Regions from separate parts of the Mus musculus genome. Here region 1 is linked to region 2. A link is a contact called in public HiChIP or PLAC-seq data. All regions are on one chromosome and are shown on one strand. The core of a region is the stretch at or near the end of the contact, and the rest is flanking DNA. Distances in the headings are between cores, read along the strand shown.

What was found. HiChIP or PLAC-seq counts read pairs in DNA pulled down with a chosen protein or histone mark.
Region 1: a contact with region 2 is called in an H3K27ac HiChIP or PLAC-seq map of embryonic stem cells, with 3 times the contacts expected there. The contact joins the enhancer-like site here to the promoter of Ddx47 in region 2. A contact is called at or near these places in 5 of 39 promoter capture datasets (the 3T3-L1 cell line, the C10 cell line, embryonic stem cells and 2 more) and 3 of 115 datasets of contacts at active chromatin or transcription factors (astrocytes, embryonic stem cells and pancreatic cancer cells).

The regions. Positions count from the first base shown.
Region 1 is chr6:136,468,026-136,471,779 of GRCm38.p6, forward strand. It overlaps Gm36897 (predicted gene, 36897), which reads left to right. Exons shown (of 2, transcript NR_168025.1): 2 at 2,733-3,383. Among named protein-coding and RNA genes, the nearest start is that of Gm36897, 6.2 kb to the left of the region's middle. Within about 2 kb of position 2,401, at least 336 of the 459 cell types and tissues checked have an H3K27ac peak or open chromatin away from gene starts, as enhancers often do. A contact at or near this core is called in astrocytes, embryonic stem cells, liver and 2 more, where this site is marked.
Region 2 is chr6:135,009,980-135,013,859 of GRCm38.p6, forward strand. It overlaps Ddx47 (DEAD box helicase 47), which reads left to right and starts at 1,633. Exons shown (of 12, transcript NM_026360.3): 1 at 1,633-1,749; 2 at 2,323-2,416. The coding sequence starts at 1,663.

The DNA.
Region 1 (3,754 bases), core at 1,151-3,650, 1.5 Mb after region 2:
GCAGTGAGCACAGATACTGTTCCCCAGCTCTGAATGGTAATAAAAATTATCAAATTCTTTTACCTTACAGTTAATGAAATGGAAATGAGCAATGAACTCTACCCAAAACCTTAAGTCAGTGATGAGAAATGTAGTTGTTTCTGGGCCTGTCTGAGCATCATTTGAAGCGCACCATGTTAACTGATAAGATAACAACTCAGAAATAACTAATATCATAAAGCCAAAAGGCTTACAACCTAGATCCATTAAAAAAAAAAGAATTTAATTTAATCTACTTCATAGTTTTTTTGTTTTGTTTTGTTTTGGGGGGGTTGTTTGTTTTGTTTTTTAAGAAAAAGGGAATGGGGGTGGGGTGGGTGGGAGATTGTTGTAGGACACTGGATTGAGGGAGGGCGGGAGGTGTAGAGAATGGGGCGGTTCCGCCCTAACAAAGAGGCAGAAACTGTGTCTCAACAGCCACCAAATCCAGTTCAGGGCGGTTTGAGCCAGTTTCTGAGCTGGATTGAGAACAACAGCCACAGGCTGAGACTTCACTAGGGTGAAATGGAAAATCTAGCATGGATTTTACAGACAGACCTGAACTGGACGGGGACTTGCTGGAACCTAAACCCAGTTCCTGGGGTGGCAAAGTCAGATGAAATACCAGGCCTGGTGCCGGATCGGTTGCATATCATCGCAGAGAAAGTTCAGAGTCGGGACTCTCTGTTGAGATCCGGTCCACATTTTCCCTCCTGCTGCTTCTGACTGTAGCTGGTGAGGGAAAAAGGGCCCCAGGATATCAGTTTTCAGAGAGCTGGCCAAGGCCTTGGGGGGAGGGGAGGACTTTGCGGCCTGGTTTATTGCCTGTGCTGGAGAGTGGGGGCGGGGAGGGAGGTAGGAGGGTCTGAAACACTGAGAGGAGCACTTCACACCCTGCATGCAGTTCACACCATTTTCCAACACCTATGTTTGCATATCTTTGCAAAGCACAAAACACACAACCCCCCCATGCCTATGGTACACCCGGCTAACAATTGGATGACAACATCTTCTGCCCCAGGCGTTGACAATGCATGTGCCCAGTTGGGCCAAAGTGCTCTCCTTCTGTGTCCCCAAATACACACATGCTGTACACACCTCAACTCAAAGCAACAGCAATCTCAGACGACACTGGAATGATGGTTAAGTCTTTGACCGGCTCCCCTCCCCCAGCTGGTTGTCCAGCAGCCCCCAGGGTGAGCGACTCCAGGAGCAGCTGCCACCCAGTTGAACCGGATGTCGTCCAGTGTGCACTTCCTAAGGCCACACAGGGGTCAGAGGATTCCCAGACAGCTACCACCCCTCCACCTTAAAAATCTCCCAGGACTTTGAGGAGTTCTAGAACCTAGACAAAGCCCAGGTCAGTCTCGTTTGGAAAGGAGGAGGAGGAGTGTGGAACCTCTCCTCTTGAATGTCCCCAAATGGTTGGAATCTTTCAGGGTCAGCAAGGGAGCACCTGGAGTCTTAGAAGCCAGTCTGCTCTGGGAATGGGGGAGGGGAGTTCCTTTGGTGTGTCTGTGGGTGTTGAGACGTTGAGGGAGAAGACTGGGAGACCCAGGGCTGAAATGTCGACATGCCATTCCTTCTGTTACTCTTAGACATCTGGAGAGACGGTTGGAACCCAGCCTACTTTGCATTATTTATGTGTGACCTTTGAAGCAGGGGACGCTTGTTACTGGCAGGCATTCTCTATCTGTTGCTTATTGCACAAGTATTGACTAAGTCCTTACATAGAAATGGCAGTATCAAGTGCGCCGGTATGGACCCTATTTGTTTGTATGGTTGTTGCTTGGCAAAGAGGTGGCTGACTTTACGGAGAGCAGCACTTTTATGTGACGATGTAGTAACCCACAAAAGAGATTAGCAGGAGAAATCATTAGAAGCCCCACACAGTACCATGCATTTCATATCTTACATGAGCCTAGCCACTGTACATCCCTGAGAGCGAACGGCATTGCTGTTCCCATTTTAGAGATGAGAAAAATAAAGTTCGAAAGGATCAGGTAGTGTTACTGATCTATAAAACCTGTCAGAGAAAGATATTGGCTCCAAAATCCGTTCTTTTAACCTGACTCTATGCCGCCATCATGGTGTCAAATGCTTGCCAGCATTTCTAAAGCGCCTACTGTGTGACAACCTACTCTGGGTGGAAGACACGGTCCTGGTGACGCTGATGAGAAGATGGTCCCTGCCTTCAGCAAGCTTTCAATCTACTGACTTTTGTTCCAAGAAAATCTCGGGCCTGGCAAGCGCAGGGCTTTATTTTCGGACTCAAAGGCCATCTGGGAAACTTGAACTTCCCAGCATTCCCGTGCAGTGCTGGGTGTGGGGAGGCCTGGAAACCGGGAGTGACCTGGTAACAGCAGGCACCAGACAGGCTAACAGCCTGGCTGCCTGGAAATGGGCAGGGCCTGGCCCGGGGAGCTGTAGCCATGGCAACCCAGCCTGTTTCCAGAACAATGTCTCCAGCCAGGGAAACAGCTCCCGGAGCCTCCCCCTATATAATCCCCAGAGCAGACTGGAGGCACAAAGGACTTCATTCTAGTGTGGCTCTCCACCCTAAGCCAGAACAAAGCCTGCCATTTGTTGCCTGGGCCCTGTCTTTGTGTTGCGCTTGTGACAACATCCACAAAGCACAGCAAATTCCTTCCTTTCCGCTACCTCTTTCATTTATATCGTATTTATTGTAATTTTCCTTTATCCCCATTTTACAGATGCAAGATCTACAGCGTGAAGGAGCTTGATAGCTAAAGCGAACCTTTAAAACCCAGAGGCCTTTCAGGTTTGCCTGTTTTGTGACAGGGCTCTCCAGACACAGTGAAGAGAGGTCCTGTCCACGGCCCGGACACGGTGGCACTTGGAGACTGGCCCTGGACTCGCCCAGGCCGGCTCTCTGGAGATTGAGGTTCGCCCCGCCCCCACGCTGCAGCTCGCCCCTCCCCCACACCACGCCCGCCCCTCCCCCACGCCGCAACCGCAGTCTGGGCCGGAAGAGGAATGCGAATGCAGAAGGCACGCCCGCCCCGCCCTGCAGGCCTCCGCAGCAGCTGGTTCAGAAACTCAGCCTCACAACCTTGAAAAAAAAGACAGCCAGCCGGCGCCTGTGCTGGTCCAGGCCACCCAATGGTTACTTCCTGTGCACTGAAGGTTGTCAACCACCCATGCAGAGTGTAACCTCCCTGAAACCGAGCACAGGGGACAGCCTCCACCCTCAACACCAATAACCCGACAGATAGATGGAAGTGTAATATAAGGACGGGAGAGATGTTAAGGTCTAAGCTCACAATCAAAAACATAACTATAATTATCCAGAAATGTCTACATTTATAAGTAATATAAATATTTAAATTATGTCCCTCCCAAAAGAAATGAGACTTCTAATACTTTATTGTACACTTTTAGCCCCAACACTTGAGAGACAGAGGCAGGCAGAGTGTAAAGGCCTCCCTGGACTACCAAGTGAGTTCCAAGACAGTCAGGGCGGCACAAAGAAATCCTGTCTCAAAAAAGAAAAAAAAGAAAAAACTTGCCCTAAAAAATCGGTGATAGCTCACACACATAATCCCAGCACTCAGATGCTAAATCAGGAGGATTGTCAAGAGTACCCGGCCAGCCTAGGTTGTATAGCAGGATTCTGTCTCAAACACACCTTTCTGCCGCAGAAAAACATGAAAGGAAAATAACTGTTGTTCCCCCTGGAACTCGTACAAGGTTTCAAACAATATTTTCCACCCAG
Region 2 (3,880 bases), core at 383-2,882:
CTTTCCCAGTTTCTTTTCTGAAGACCAGCATCATGGTGAATGAGAGCAATGGTTTTTGTTTGTTTTTCCAGACAGGGTTTTTCTGTATAGCCCTGGGTGTCCTGGAACTCACTCTGTAGACCAGGGTAGCCTTGAACTCAGAGATTTGCCTGCCCCTGCCTCCCAAGCTCTGTGATTAAGGGAGTGTACCACCATAGTCCCCTCCCTTGGCTTTTTCTATTTATTCTTTTATCTTCTGTCATTTTGTTTCTGAATTCCGACTTGTGCATTTTATCTTAATTCCCCTCCCTCCACAGGCAATCATCACAAACCTCTTCAAGTGTAGTTTCTGCTTCTCTGTGTTTTAGTAGAAGGTTGTTACATCCATCCATACACACTTGTAATATAACACACATATAATATATATTTGAAACAGGGTCTTACCAAGTAACCCTGACTGTTCTGGAACTTGCTATGTAGACCGGGCAGGCCTCCACTTCACAGAGATTCACCTGCCTCTGTCTCCTGAGTGATGGGATTAAAGGCATGGGCCACCACTCCCAATCTTAGTTATATTATATTTAAATCTATGGCCTTTCCCACAACAGCCTCAGGACTTGGAGCCCTAAATACTCTTAAGGGTATGTTTGACATGCGCTGCGCACATTTTAACAACACACTCTGCCAGAGAAAGGGATACCACGAAGAAAAGCATAGCAGATTGTCTCTAATGCCTCAGTTTCAGAAAGTGTGCCCCACACATTGAGAATGCCAATGCCTCCCCACTAGGGTACACTTGCAGGCACAGGGCATGTAACATACATTGTACCTCACTAGCTTAAGTGGTGGCAGTTCAGATATCTCACGGGTCTCAGGAATTTTGTATTCACAGATCTGCCAGTTTTTTGTTTGTTTGTTTGTTTTTTCGAGACAGGGTTTCAGAAATCTGCCTGCCTCTGCCTCCCAAGCGCTGGGATTAAAGGCGTGTGCCACCACGCTCGGCTCAGATCTGCCAGTCTTGAATAGGTGTCCCCTGAACTCAGAACGGCCTTTCTGGTATCAGTAAGGTCCCAGCTCAAATATCACTGCCTCAGAGACACCTTCTCAGTCTTGCAGCAATCCTGACAATTCTTTCTCCCAAAGCTTTGCTCCCCTATTTTTATGTAGCACTTTTCATAATTCAAAGTGGCCCATTATTACCTATGTATTGTTTGCCTTCTCTTTGCAGTGGAAGTTGATACTGTCCTGCTCTATCATTAGACACCTAGCACAGTCCAAGCATATGGCAGGCTGTCAGTTGTCAAATATATGAAGTAATGAATAAATAGTATCGTGATGTCCATGTGTTTACATTTCTATAGTTAGAAAAGTGATAAGCCAAAGGGAAGACAGCCAAGGCCCTGGAAGGCCGAAGTTGCAGAATGAAATCCTGCCTCAAGAAACCAATTTAAAAAAATAAAAAATAGGGCAGATACCCAAAGGGCAGCAAGAAGGGATCGTCTCAGTTCCTTAGGCACACAGGCTTCCAGCCATTGCTGTTCTTCCAAGTCCCTCCTGTGTGGGGCGCTGCCACGCCAGACCCGCCAGCAGGAGGCGTTCAGAACCTACACTCTAGGAAAGTAATCGCCTACATTTCCCAGCACGCCTTGCGCCTCGGCCCCACTTCCGGAGCCCACGAGCAAGATGGCGGCGGACGAGGAACCCGATTCCCCCTCTGGAGCCCTTCAGACAGCTGCGGAAGAGGAGGAAACGAAAACATTTAAAGACCTGGTGAGAATGGGTGATGCTGGTATTTATTTTGTGATGTTGGCGTTTAGGCTCACCCAGGGTTTGGGTACTTCATATCCCAGCCGGTGGTGTGTAAAAACACCTTGGGGCCTAGCTCATGCTATCTTCAGGCTGTCAGAAACTCGGGGTCTCTTCACGCTCCCTCGGGTGCATTTGCCTTGTAGGATGCCGCTGGGTCGTGAGAGCCCCCGTTTGTTTTTCTCCCCAGTTACTGTAGAGCCTTATGTTATCTAGGGTCACGCGTGACCTCCTTACAAGAGGCAAGTTGTTATGGTGTGCGCCTCACTTTATACACGTGAGGCACTTGGTAGAATAATAGCTAGCCACTGGTCGGAACTGATTTGACGGGTTAAATGAGATAATACATGCAAAGAGTTGACAGCAGCCCCTGGTGAAGAGAAATTGTCTCAAGGCGCTGTCCCATAGTGTTCATATAAAGCAGGGTCTGAGATGTACAGTTATGTAAAGTGCAAAGGGCTACGTATCACCAGGAGGATGGCTCTGATAAAGGTGAGGATGTATTCTTTGCTAAAGTATGGTTTTCTGAATTCAAAGGGTGTTACGGATGTATTGTGTGAAGCTTGTGACCAGTTGGGATGGGCAAAGCCCACCAAGATCCAGATCGAAGCTATTCCTTTGGCCTTGCAAGGTAGGTTGGAATTAAATATGCAGGCTAGTACAGAGCCAGTGTGGCATTATATTCAGTTTTTGTGTTGCTTCTAAGAGCTATTGCTGTCAAATTCCAAGTGAAATAAAGATATAATCTCTCCCTGGGTATGGCAGGACTACTTGAGTTCTTAACACCGAGGAGGCAGAGACCTTGCTTCAAATAAATATAAAGCCAGGTGTGATCACGGTGGCACAAGCCTGTACCATTTGGGAGGTAGACACTGACGTTAATGAATGGTGGGACGACAGTTTTAAACCCCTAGAGCACTCTACTGTCTGAATTTGCATGGCAGATCCTGACTGTTAGCTCTAAGAGATGAGAATTAAGAATCCATACAATGGACCATCAAGAGACCCATAATTAGCCTCCAAACGATGACACCATTGCATACACTAGCAAGCGTTTGGTGCAAGGACCGTGATATAGCCGTCTCTTGTGAGACTATGCCGGGGCCTAGCAAACACATAGGTGGATGCTCAGAGTCAGCTATTGGATGGATCACAGGACCCCCAATGGAGGAGCTAGAGAAAGTATACAAGGAGCTAAAGAGATCTGCAACCCTGTAGGTGCAACATTATGAACTAACCAGTACCCCGGAGCTCTTGACTCTAGCTGCATATGTATCAAAAGATGCCGTAGTCGGCCATCACTGGAAAGAGAGGCCCACTGGACAGGCAAACTTTATATGCCCCAGTACAGGGGAACGCCAGGGCCAAAAAATGGGAATGGGTGGGTAGGGGAGTGGGGGGGGGAGGGTGTGGGAGGCTTTTGGGATAGCATTGGAAATGTAATTGAGGAAAATACGTAATTAAAAAAAAAAAAGAGGAAAAAAAAAAAAAAGAATCCACCATAAAGCTAGGCGTGGTGGTGCACACCTTTAATCCCAGCACTCCATTGGCAGAGACAGGAGGATTTCTGAGAGTTTGGGGCTAGCCTGGTCTACTAAGCAAGTAGGAAAACACTTTGTCTTTAAGACAAAGAACAAACAAACAACGCCCCCCCCCCAAAAAAAAAACCAGAAAGAAAATCCATCTTGCTTATTCTGTATCTTCCAACACCCTTGATCAGACCTTTCTTGAAGTTATCTTTTCATTTCAACACAGTATTTTACTAGCCTGTCTCTTTAGCTACTGTTTCTTTCCTTTGGCTTTATAATAGCGATTCTATCACCATCCTCTATTTCCTTATTCTAAAACAACTTGGACCTACTGAATTAGAATTTTCAGGTGTCAAACCAGGTGGTGGTGGTGCGTGCCTTTAATCCCAGCACTCAGGAGGCAGGGCTTGGCAGATTTCTAAATTTGAGGCTAGCCTGGTCTACACAGCGAGTTCCAGAGCAGCCAGGACTACACAGAGAAGCCCTGTCACAAAAAAAAAAAAAAACCAAAGCAAACACACAGAAGAAGAATTTTCAGATGTGGGACATAGCCCCTCCTTCATAGA